Linked DNA regions of Sus scrofa: regions 1 and 2 are each linked to region 3. The links are chromatin contacts, called in public HiChIP or PLAC-seq and promoter capture Hi-C maps. All regions are on one chromosome and are shown on one strand. The core of a region is the stretch at or near the end of the contact, and the rest is flanking DNA. Distances in the headings are between cores, read along the strand shown.

Region 1 (3,492 bases), core at 649-3,148, 1.1 Mb after region 3:
AGAATGAGGCTGATGAGAAGAACATCGTGGCCATCAGACCTACTTGGGAGAGAACTCAGAGCTCCCAGCCTGCTGTGGAGGCAGCTGAAAAGCAGTGGCCTCAGGACTGAGAAGCAGTGGCCCGGACGTTGCTGTACTGTACCATGTAGTGTAGAAGGGAAGAGAATTGGTGCTGCAGAAGTGTGTCCGCTACGAAGCTGATGAGAAACCTCGTGTTAGTCTGACATGCACTCACTTACTCATCCATTTCTATAGGATGCACAATGCACGTGGGCCCTGATATAGAGGCCCAATCCTTGCAGCTGGGAAGTGGGAGGGGTTGCCGCTTTGCTTCGTGTTTGTTTTCTTATAACTTAGCAAGGAGAGAGCCAGGCCTTGGTCTCGGCTCCCGCTGCTGCCCTTGGCAGTTCTGTTTCTGTGCTGATTCGGACCATCTTTGTCTTGCCTTTTCACAGTGGTGGTCCCTGTGCCGACCCTCATCTGGGCCTGGGCCCTCTGCCAAGTGGGATGGGAGGAGTAAGGCAGTGGGATTGAGTTGATGGTTGTTTCTATGCATTCAGGCTGCCCTCAGGGGTGCCTCCCTCCTTACTCTTCCCGTCCTGCACGCCCATCTCTTTTCCTGTCTTTGAGATTGACCTGACTACTCTGGCAAGAAGAGGAGGTGTCCTCTTTAAAGAGGCGTCTCTTTACTGACCACCTGAAGTACAGACTTATTGCTGGACAGTCTGCATGGGCATCACCCCCACCCTCACCTGCATGTACCCAAAAGAGATGTCCAGAGCCAAGGCTCCTACATTCATTGTCCCTCTCTGTGCTCAAGGAGTTCCATTCCAGGAGGGAAAAATTTATGCTTTAAGCAGACAGCAGAGAAGATAATGGAGGAGCAATTGGTCATGGCCTTGGTTCCCCCCAAAACAACTGTGCAGACCTGTCTGCACTATTGGGGGAAAAGATGGGTAGACCCTAGCTCCCCGGACTGCCTTAAGGAAGCACAGGAGCTGGGGGAAGAGGCAAAGCTACAGGTTTACCTTGGAGCCAGCTGAGAAGAGAGCAGACTTATAGGTGCTGGTGCTTGGATTTAGCCAGGCTCCTCGGAGCACCTCCTGCATGCCCCAGCCCCTGGGCCCCTTACTGCCCTGCAGCCTGCAGTACCAGCACGCAGACACCTTCACCACAGGGTTTGGTTTTGCTGGCTTGAAGACAAATGGTCTTAGAGTTCATTAAGACCCATAGCTTCATATGGCTGCTCCAGCCCCACTTCTTAAGCATTCTTACTCCTCTTCTGGGGCTAATGTCAGCATCTATAGACAATAGACTATTAAAAAAAAAAAACACCTTTTAAACAGGAAATGGAAGGCATTTGATGCAGAATTTTTGCATGACGACATAGAAATAATTTAAAAATAGTGTTTGTTCTGAATGTTGGTAGACCCTTCATAGCTTTGTTACAATGAAACCTTGAACTGAAGATATTTAATAAAATAACCTTTAAACAGTCCATGGTGTTACTGCTGTTGGAGGCTTAAGGCCAGAGGCTTAGATTTTAGCAGCCTGGGTTACAAGGTTTCAGGTGGAGAGATGTACTTTCTCCCACTCCTTTTGTGCCCATTTAAGAATTAATCTTCCTCATAAATTCATCAGCCTCCAATCAGTCCCCCCAGCCGCTGAAGCGAGTTTGGGGTGGAGGGAAGAACTTGGGCCCTTAGGGACTGAGCTCCGGGTCTCGCCCCGCCCCCAGGCCCCGCCGGCATCCAGGACCGACCCCGCCCCCCCGCCCCGTCCCTCAGTGGGCCGGCCCGGCTCCCCCCCTCAGCCGGGCGGAGTGGAAGAACCCGCACCCTCGGCCCGCCCCTGCACCCAGAGACGCGGCGCCCGACGCTCGCCAGACTGTGCCACCGCGCAGGGAGGAGGGGGGTGCCTCTGCCGGCGGCGCGCAGAGCCTGCTGTATCTAAGGCGGCGGCTCGGCCGAGCGCTGCGGAACACCGTTCGGCGGCCCCGCACCTCGGCCGCGCGGCTGCCAGGCCCGGAGGCGGCAGGGACCCGAACGGGGCCGCTAGCGGCAGCGCGCCGCCTCCCCCCCGGTGGGAGCGGTGGTTGGGCCCGGCTGCGGCAGAGCGTTCGCTCGGAGATGGCGGAGCCGCCGCGACGCGGCCCGAGGCCCCGAGAGCAGGGAAGCCGGGCAGCCCCGGGACGTGGCGGAGCCCGGGGACAGCGGGGACGCCGCCCAGTCCGCCGGGTGAGACGCCCTTGGGAAGACCCCCCCCCCCGCCCCTCTCAGAGTGTGGCCCCCACCCACGGTCCCCGCACTTCTACCCTCACAGACTTCCCTCACCGTGGCCACCAAAACCTCCCGCAGGGGCGTCCCGGGCGGCCCCTCGGGGCGGCCCGCGTTCCCCTCCCCCTGTCCCTCCCGCCGGCCGGCCCTGGTAGTGGCCTCATTCCTGTCTGCTCGTCCCCTCAGCACGGGGCTCCTCCTCCCCTCGGGGCTCTCCTGCCCCGATGTCACCGCTGACTCTAGTCCGCGCGCGCCCCTTGCCCTTTCCCCTTCAACGCTCCACGCCCGACTCTCCATACCCACCTGTGACCGCGTGTTCCCCCCCGGCAGGTCCCTCCATCCGCAGCCCCCATGTGCCCGCCCTCTACGCCCACGGCGCTGCTCTGTCCCCCTCCTCCCGCGGCATCCGCGCCGCTGGTCTCCACCGTGGGCCCCACACCCCCCGGCCTCCCCAGCCCCCACCTCCGCTGCTTTCCGTCGAACCTCCCGCTGCTGCGCACACGTTCAGCACCTTTCTGCGCGGTGGTCCCGCTTCGGTATTTAGCATTCCACCTCACAGCCTCCCCCAATACTTTCTCTGCACCCCTTCCCTAAATATTGCTTCTTCTTCTAGGTCCGAAGCTAAAATGCAGTGGTTAAGAGCAGGGCTGAACCTTGACAGGCCTGACTTTGCATCCCAGTTCCTCCACTGAGCTGTGTGATCCTGGGCAAGTTACTTAACTTCTCTGGACCTCAAATTACTGGCATGTAAAATGGGGATAAAAAGAGTATCTACCTCTTACTTACCTTTTAAGGCTAGTGTAAGCATTAAATCTATGGAAAGCTCTTATAAGACTGTCTGGCAAAGAGTAAGCCCTCAGTAAATGTTAACTATTATTCTTAACATTATGGGTGATACACCCCCGGTATCTACTTCCCCACAGTGACTTCTGACTATTGTGTTTGCTCCAGAGTTTCCTCTTAGGATTCACCCCCCTCCCTGTCACCATTTTGATCCTCTCTCAGTTCTCCTTTCATGCTGATTGATTTTACCCAGGCCAGAGGTGAACTATTTTTAAATTTGTGTCTCTCGATTGTGAAGGACCCTATCTCTGCTGAATCGTGCTGAGATGTATAGTCATGGGGTAGGTGACAGAGATTGCAGCCACTTGCTTTACCAGGAGAGGCCAAGGTAACGCCTCTAGAAGCAGTCTATCTATTTAAGGAAAGGAGTCTC
Region 2 (3,532 bases), core at 659-3,158, 1.0 Mb after region 3:
CTTTTCTGCATCTTCCCCCTCCAGGGAAGACTCAGCCAGAGGCCTTGATATTCTCGTGCTCTGACCAGCACTCGGAAAACAAAAAGGATGGTAATGAGGGTTTCTGTGAAGTGATGCAGAGGGTCCTTGCCACCCCCACCTCACCTGCAGTAATTGTGTTTCCCCAGGCCCAGCTGCAGGGCGTCAGGTCTGTGGGCATGGTACGTGTTCAGAAGGACAGTGGCAGAGTTCCAGGGCAGGCAGGGCCGGCCTCCAGTGTTGGTATTGGCCTTCCCTCTGTAAGAGTGACCGTTCCCCTCAAAGCAGGTTTGCGATGTGTCTATGGAAGGATGTGAGGATGAGAATATTAGAAAGAGGAGGAAGTTGAGACAGGCATTTGAGAGAGCCTTCCAGGCCTCACATGATTTCAGGCTAGGCAGAAGACACTAGAAAGGGTCTTCTTTCCATCCCCACCTCCCATTTGTGCAGCCACAGCTTCATGAGATAGTGCATGTTTGTGTTTGACTATATATCACTGGGAACAAAGATGCCCCCCTCCTTTTTACCCCCAACTCCTAACGCCTGCCTGCTCTTGCATCCCACCCATGTCTCCCTGCCCCACAATCCCTGGTGCCTCCTCCTCTCCAGTTAGAATCAGGATCCACATACCTATCTCACAGTGCTCCCCTTGGAATTTCTTTGGGCAGCTGCATCGCTGAATGTTGGAGAAGTACTTGTAGGACACACATTTTCCTCCATTCAGACAGCCACAGTTCGCTGCAGAACACAAAGGTTGGGGGGTGGGGGGTAAGCAAGGAGTGTGGGAGGAAGCAATCAGGGAGCCAGTCCTCTTGCTGGTAAAGGGAGGGGCTGCCCCCTGAGGCTTTTCCAAGATATCAGTGCAAGCAGATATTGTGCAAGGGGTGGATACTCACATGCACCAGACTCTTGATGAAGTTCATGGCTGCCCTGGAAGAGATGAGTAGGGAGGGAGAGAAAGGGAAAGTTCAACAAAGGTTCCATGCTCCTGCGGTTCCAGGGTGAGGATAAACTGGCCCCCACCCCCAAGCTCACCCTTCCCTCTGGTTCCCTCTCTCTTCACCCCGTTCGTGTCTGCCTAGCTCTCAAATGAAAGATCATAGGTTTCCAGCAGAGAGAAATGGATTGACTCAAGCAAGCTTCACGAATCAAGTGCCAGCAGAGCAGGGCAGTCCCTGCGGCTTCTTTCTCCCCTGCCAGCCACTGAGAGCTCACTTGGTTCTCAACACCCCAATGTCACACCTGCCCTATTTCCCAGGGAGGGTCTGGCCCTGCCGTTGATGGGATTTAGAGGACCCTAGCTCCCTAAGCAGCCCCTTCCTTTCCCGGGCCCTGTTCAGGGGTCTTGCAAGCCCCCTCCCGCCGCCAAGAGTCAAAGCACAGAAGCCACTCACTTTGGAGTCGCTCACGACCAGGACACAGAGGAGCAGGCACGCCCGCAGGACTCTCATGCTGGCGAGGCTTGGGCTCTAGACAGCGGCTCTGCAAGGGAAGGAGAAGTCAGGGGAAGAAGGGGAGAAACGCGAAGGCGGACAGGCTGGGTTACTGCAGTTGGGGGCAGGAGCCCCTAGGTCCCCTGCAGGATGAGCCCGCGGTGACCAGGTTCCCCGAACCTGACCGTCCCTCCTCTCTGGAGACTCAGGGATCGCGGCACAGCCTGGATCCGCCACGCAGAAGGACTCCTGTGCGCTGGGCACAGAGTCGCGGTGACCCCGCGGAGCCGCTGCCGAGCGGGGCCAGCGGGTAGGGGGAAGTGAAGCCGGCAGGAGGGGGGCTGCCTGCATCCACCCTGTGCTCTTAGGGTGGCCCACACTCACCCTCGACTATGGCCTGTATGGGACAGCGGGGACTAGTAGGCACTCTGATGCTCGGCAGGCTCTAGGACTTCAGTCTCCGCGCTGTGCTCCTAAGCCCGCAGTGCAGGCTCTATATTAGGACTCGCCCCAGCCCTGGCCCCGCCCTAGCCTGGGATCTTCCCATCCACTCCCTTCCCTCCTCTTCCCTGCAGGCCAGCTCTGACTCGGACCGCCCCCCCACGGGCTTCCTCAACCTTAACTGTGAGGGGGCAGAGCGGTTCCCAGGGGAGGGATAAATTGGTCTGAACTGAGGGAAAGAGAGGCACCTAAAATCCCCGCCCCCTCCTCGCATTCACCTGCCCTGGGTCCCGCCCCTGAGCAGCACCTCCCCACCAAACCCCGAATTACAAAAAGAAGATCGATTTGGGAGATGCCCTACCCCTGCCCCCAGCTATGATGCTGCCTCCCAGATCCCCTCAATCAGCTCTTTCTCACCCTTTCTACCCTTAGCCCCAGCTGCCTACGAGAGTGATTCGGACCCCTGGGTATACGGGCATAGTTCTCAGCGCTGTGAAGTCTCTTTCTCAATGTGAAAATACTCCTGACACATGCTCATGCTCTCTGAAACGGACAAAACCCCCCTGCTCACCCGGGCTGCCTCGGTTGTATGCCAGCTCCCCCTAAGTGAATAACGCTAGCTGAATTTGTTGCTCACTGCAGCAAGATAGCTTGTGGTGTTGGGGTGGGGGGGGGCATGGATTTCATTGGGAATTGGCAGTTTGGTTTAAGGGAGGTCTTTGAACATGAGGGCTGGATAAGAATTAGGGCTCATCTGGTATGATATTATAGGATTGTGATAACAAAGTCTTAGGGCACAGACTGCTGACACTTTCTTTTGAAGTGTTGATAGGTCTTTCAGAAAGTTCCTTTAATGAACCAATCATTAGTTTGCCTGGGCCATAGTATAGACACTTAATAAAGACTAGAAAGTGTAAAGTCTTGATTAATGGAAAGGTAAAGTTTGATTAATATAGAAAGTTTTCTTTTTACCTCTGAGGAGAGAAATTAGGGAACTTGAGGGCAAGAATGAGATTTATTTGTCACTGTATGGCCTTTTACACTATTTACATTTTTGAAAACACATCTTTGTGTCACCCATTCCAAAAAGATAATTGCAGATTTTTAAATGCATGCGTATTTAGTATTCTACTTCATCGTAGAGCCTTGTTTCTAGTAAGATAAAATAATTGCTCATCAGATAAGATCGGTCTCCATAAAGACAGATCATGTGTAAAGGACTCCACCTATGCTTCCTGCTTGTGGGTGAGCGCACGCAGTTGTGTACACACGCACAAGCCCTTTCACACGCACATATCCCTCAGGCAGAGTTGAAGAAGCACAGCAGTGACTCTGAAGTTCAGTCACCCCCACCTCTTTCCCCTAATGCTGGGAACAAGGGCTTGGGGTCATTTGAATCCACCCTGCAGGACTGTCTCCCTTAGTGGAAGGGGATGGGGCTACATCCCTATAACTCACTAGGGGCCTAGGCTTGGTTCTTCTCTCTGCCTAGCCGCCAGCATTTTGGCAAACCTGGACCTTGGGTCTCGGTCCACTTGAGTGGGGCAGAGGTGGGCAGAGAGAGTGCCAGGATGGCAGGAAGAAGGAAAGCCTCTTTGTTGTACTCCAGCCAGAGCTCTTAGGATGACAGCCTCTGCCTG
Region 3 (3,234 bases), core at 374-2,873:
TGGCTTTGGTGCTACGTCTTCTATGAAAGGCATCTGTGTACCCACCTATCTGCTGTGTTAACCGCCAACAAGATCCCCTTTATTTTTCTAGATAACTCTATTATTAACTATAAAATATTACTCATAAAATCGCTTCAAAATTACATTAATTTTAGTTCTGCAAATCCTTCAAAAGTACCGTTCCACTTTTCAAGAGATAACTCATTATGGGTGAGAGAAAGATCTGGTAGCCTCTTGAACTGTGGTGATTTCACACATAGTTTTACGTTCCTTTTCAACCTAGACATTTGCATTCACTATATTTTTACCCTGTGGCAAATATGCCTCAACTCAAGCTGCCAAAGTGAAACCAGTCAATACTGAGTATCAGTAAAATCGAAACGTCCAAATTCTTGTTTCAAATTTAAGCCTTTTCATTCTTTTTTTAAAGATCTACACTTGTCTAGTATTTAAGATATATTTTTTTTTAAAATACAAAGAAAATCACACTATTACTGTTACAAGAAACCCAAATGCTTATCTTTATTTTCAGAATCTCTTTCACTCTTTTCCAAACTTCACTTCCTTTTCACTACTTCCCCTAGTCCTGTGGGCAAATCAGTGTTTTTAACACCACCCCTCCCACTTCATATTCTTAAAAAAGGATTCACTGTCCACAGATGAGAAAACCCCATTAACCAATTATATTACCCTAGTGATTCCCATGCTTTAAAAGACGCCTGTGAAAATGCCAAAATCCTAAATTAGGGCTCCCAAGGGCTCCTTTTCTTTCTTGAGCCCATTTCTCTTTTTCTGGTCTTTAAGGCCACCCGATAGCCCCTTCCTCTTCAAACCTAAATCCTTCCTCTAATGACCAGAACCCCCTTCGGTGCGCGATCTCGTCAGTCCCAAGCCATTTCCCTCTCCCTGGCCAGGTGGCAACATCGACCCTGGTCCTGCTCCTGCTCCTCTCATCCCTCGGCCCCCACTGGCCAAATCCCAGAGCATCTCTTCCTCCCGTCCCACGTTCCTGCGGGACCCCTTGCGTATTCGCCCCTCGCCACCCGGCTTTCGAAAACCTCCAAGCCCCCAACTCTTCAAGGGCACCTCTCCCTCAGCTTCCCACTCCCTCTCACTCGCCCCTCGGCCTCTACTTAACACCCAGGCTCGGGTGTTAACCACTCCGGGCCTCGGCTCAACAACCTCCATTTCCCTCAGATTCCATTCTAGAGCTGACTCTCCAAGCTCCCTCAACCGCCTCTCGGGGCCCCTCGGGATCCCTGTCCACGGCAGCCCCCGGCTCCAACCCCGATTCCCCACTCACCCTTGGCTGCAGGCGCCCCCCAAACTCCCCTCTCCGCCTCAGCTCCCGCTCACCTCCGCGGCCCGAGTCAGGTTCCCCGGACCCACCTCCGAGTCGGCGTACCAGCCGTTGTCGGAGTCCGGCGCCCTCCGGGCCTCGCCGGAGTAAAACGCCTCGAGCGGCGGGGGCGGGGCTCGGGGAGGGGAGCCGGAATGGAGGCGGGGGCGGTAGCGGCTGCGCGCTGGCATCGCTCCGGCCCACCTCTCAGCCGCGCCGGCAGCCGCTCGAATCCGAACCGGAACTGCTTCTGGAGGCGGGGCCCTACCGGGGGAGGAGGAGCCCTGCCTGCGGGGCGGGGCCAAAACCGGAAGGGACACGGGGCTCAAGCTGTGCGCCAGGGAAGGGCGGAGGCGTGGAACCGCAGCAGGGAAACACAGGAGCGCATGTCAGGCCCAGAGCCAAAGTGGGAGATGAGGGGCTAGTGGAGATGGGGCGAGGCCTATGGGGGTGGTAATAGGGTTCGGAGACAAGAGGAATTTATACCCTAATTCCTTTGGAGGAAGCCAGTTCCTCTCCAAGAGCTAACCTGCAGTCATCATTGTTATCATATACTGCCTCTGCTCTCTGACAGTCCCTATGCCAAATGCCGTATAAATATCTCACTTGCTCCTTGTGCCACCTCTATAGGGTATTACAACAAAGAAGGGCCAAGAAACTTGCCTGAGGTTGGGCAGTTAATATGTGCCAAAGCCAGTACTCCCACTCAAACCTAACTTTAGAACCTATGCTCCTCTCACTTTACTACCCCACCCTGAGGGAAGTCCCCAACCAAGGCCTAGCATTGGCATAAATCAAGTCCCAAACTACTTGCCACTTAGGCTCCAGCCCCTTCTTGGCCTTGCTTCCCTGGGTGGTGCAAGGCAGACTTCAGTGACTCCAATAGGGGTGGGGATAGGTTCTGGGGTTGAATGTGAGTTTGCATTGCTTCCATGGAATGCCCTGGTGTGGCCTTTACCCTCAAGCTGGACTCAAGGCCAAGTGCAGCTGGGACATTCCCAATTGCAGCTCTTACCCCTTTCAGCCCCATCAAGCCTTCATGAAGTCATCTTGGAAAGGGCAAGAGACCTCACTTCTTCAGCCCATAACTAGCTCTAGCAGAAGGACAGATATAGACCTTTCTCTGTTTCTGCTGTGGGGACAAAAGCCCTTATAGGCAGAAGAAGCTCCCTCCCACTCCAAAATCTTTCTGATGACTGCCCTTTGGCTCTTCAGAAAGTCTAGGGCAACATCCACCTCCCTTCTCCCTTTGGACATACATGGCGAATTTTAGCCTTCTCTTTTGAAAAACCAGCCATCTTCATAACAGAACCATTGTTCGAACCTTCTCCCACCAACCGTATGGGCACCCTTTAGAGGAGGCCCTCCATGCTCCTCTCCACATTTCTCTGACCCTATAACTCAGTAAACTTTCCTTAGGCTCTATAATCCAAAAGCTCATTCAACAGTACAGTTCCCATCTAGTTTGTGGCCCACCAAGACCTGAGGAACTTTTCCGATCATTCATCCTTGAAACCAACCACCTCCTCTGCACCCTGGATCTCTACTTTAACTCAGTTCTCAGAATCAAAGAGCCTTATGCAGGCTCTAAATCATCTTCTACGTGTTAGACACAGAATATCCTTTGTTTCATTTAATCCTCACAATTCTCTAAGGTAGGTATAATTATTCTTTAGAGATGAGGAAACTGAGGCTGAGAGGTAAAGTGACTTGCATAGTGACGTGTCTGATTCCATGTTGGCTTGGAATTTGGGGTTAGGGAGTGACTTGGGGAGGAAAATGTCCTGTTCTCTTTGGAGGCCCCTGTGACTTGCTGAGTCACTTGCTGCTGTCTCACCTGTCCCTGCCAATCTCCAGGAAGGAGAAATGACACTGGAGAGGCAGAGAGGAGTGAC

Evidence for each region. Promoter capture Hi-C pulls out the DNA fragments that hold promoters and counts their contacts. HiChIP or PLAC-seq counts read pairs in DNA pulled down with a chosen protein or histone mark.
Region 1: a contact with region 3 is called in an H3K27ac HiChIP or PLAC-seq map of alveolar macrophages. The contact joins the promoter of NDST2 here to the promoter of SAMD8 in region 3. A contact is called at or near these places in 2 of 5 promoter capture datasets (fetal skeletal muscle and liver) and 2 of 2 datasets of contacts at active chromatin or transcription factors (alveolar macrophages and skeletal muscle).
Region 2: a contact with region 3 is called in a promoter capture Hi-C map of fetal skeletal muscle, with 6 times the contacts expected there. The contact joins the promoter of PLAU here to the promoter of SAMD8 in region 3. A contact is called at or near these places in 1 of 5 promoter capture datasets (fetal skeletal muscle), 1 of 47 Hi-C or Micro-C datasets (fetal heart ventricle) and 1 of 2 datasets of contacts at active chromatin or transcription factors (alveolar macrophages).

The regions. Positions count from the first base shown.
Region 1 is chr14:76,533,101-76,536,592 of Sscrofa11.1, reverse strand. NDST2 (bifunctional heparan sulfate N-deacetylase/N-sulfotransferase 2) reads left to right here and starts at 1,898. Exons shown (of 16, transcript XM_005671114.3): 1 at 1,898-2,237; 2 at 2,890-2,983. It overlaps LOC106506035 (undifferentiated embryonic cell transcription factor 1-like), which reads left to right and starts at 264. Exons shown (of 7, transcript XM_013983327.1): 1 at 264-309; 2 at 456-516; 3 at 1,143-1,178; 4 at 1,739-2,237; 5 at 2,323-2,518; 6 at 2,607-2,812; 7 at 2,890-2,901. The coding sequence starts at 264. The coding sequence ends at 2,901. It also overlaps a transcript of CAMK2G not described here.
Region 2 is chr14:76,627,689-76,631,220 of Sscrofa11.1, reverse strand. It overlaps PLAU (plasminogen activator, urokinase), which reads right to left and starts at 1,908. Exons shown (of 11, transcript NM_213945.1): 1 at 1,836-1,908; 2 at 1,413-1,500; 3 at 915-948; 4 at 649-756; 5 at 145-319. The coding sequence starts at 1,469. The region is part of intron 2 of LOC102160869 (atherin-like); the gene reads left to right. It also overlaps a transcript of CAMK2G not described here.
Region 3 is chr14:77,677,676-77,680,909 of Sscrofa11.1, reverse strand. SAMD8 (sphingomyelin synthase-related protein 1) reads right to left here and starts at 1,623. Exons shown (of 6, transcript XM_005671120.3): 1 at 1,357-1,623. The coding sequence starts at 1,530. It also overlaps a transcript of DUSP13 not described here.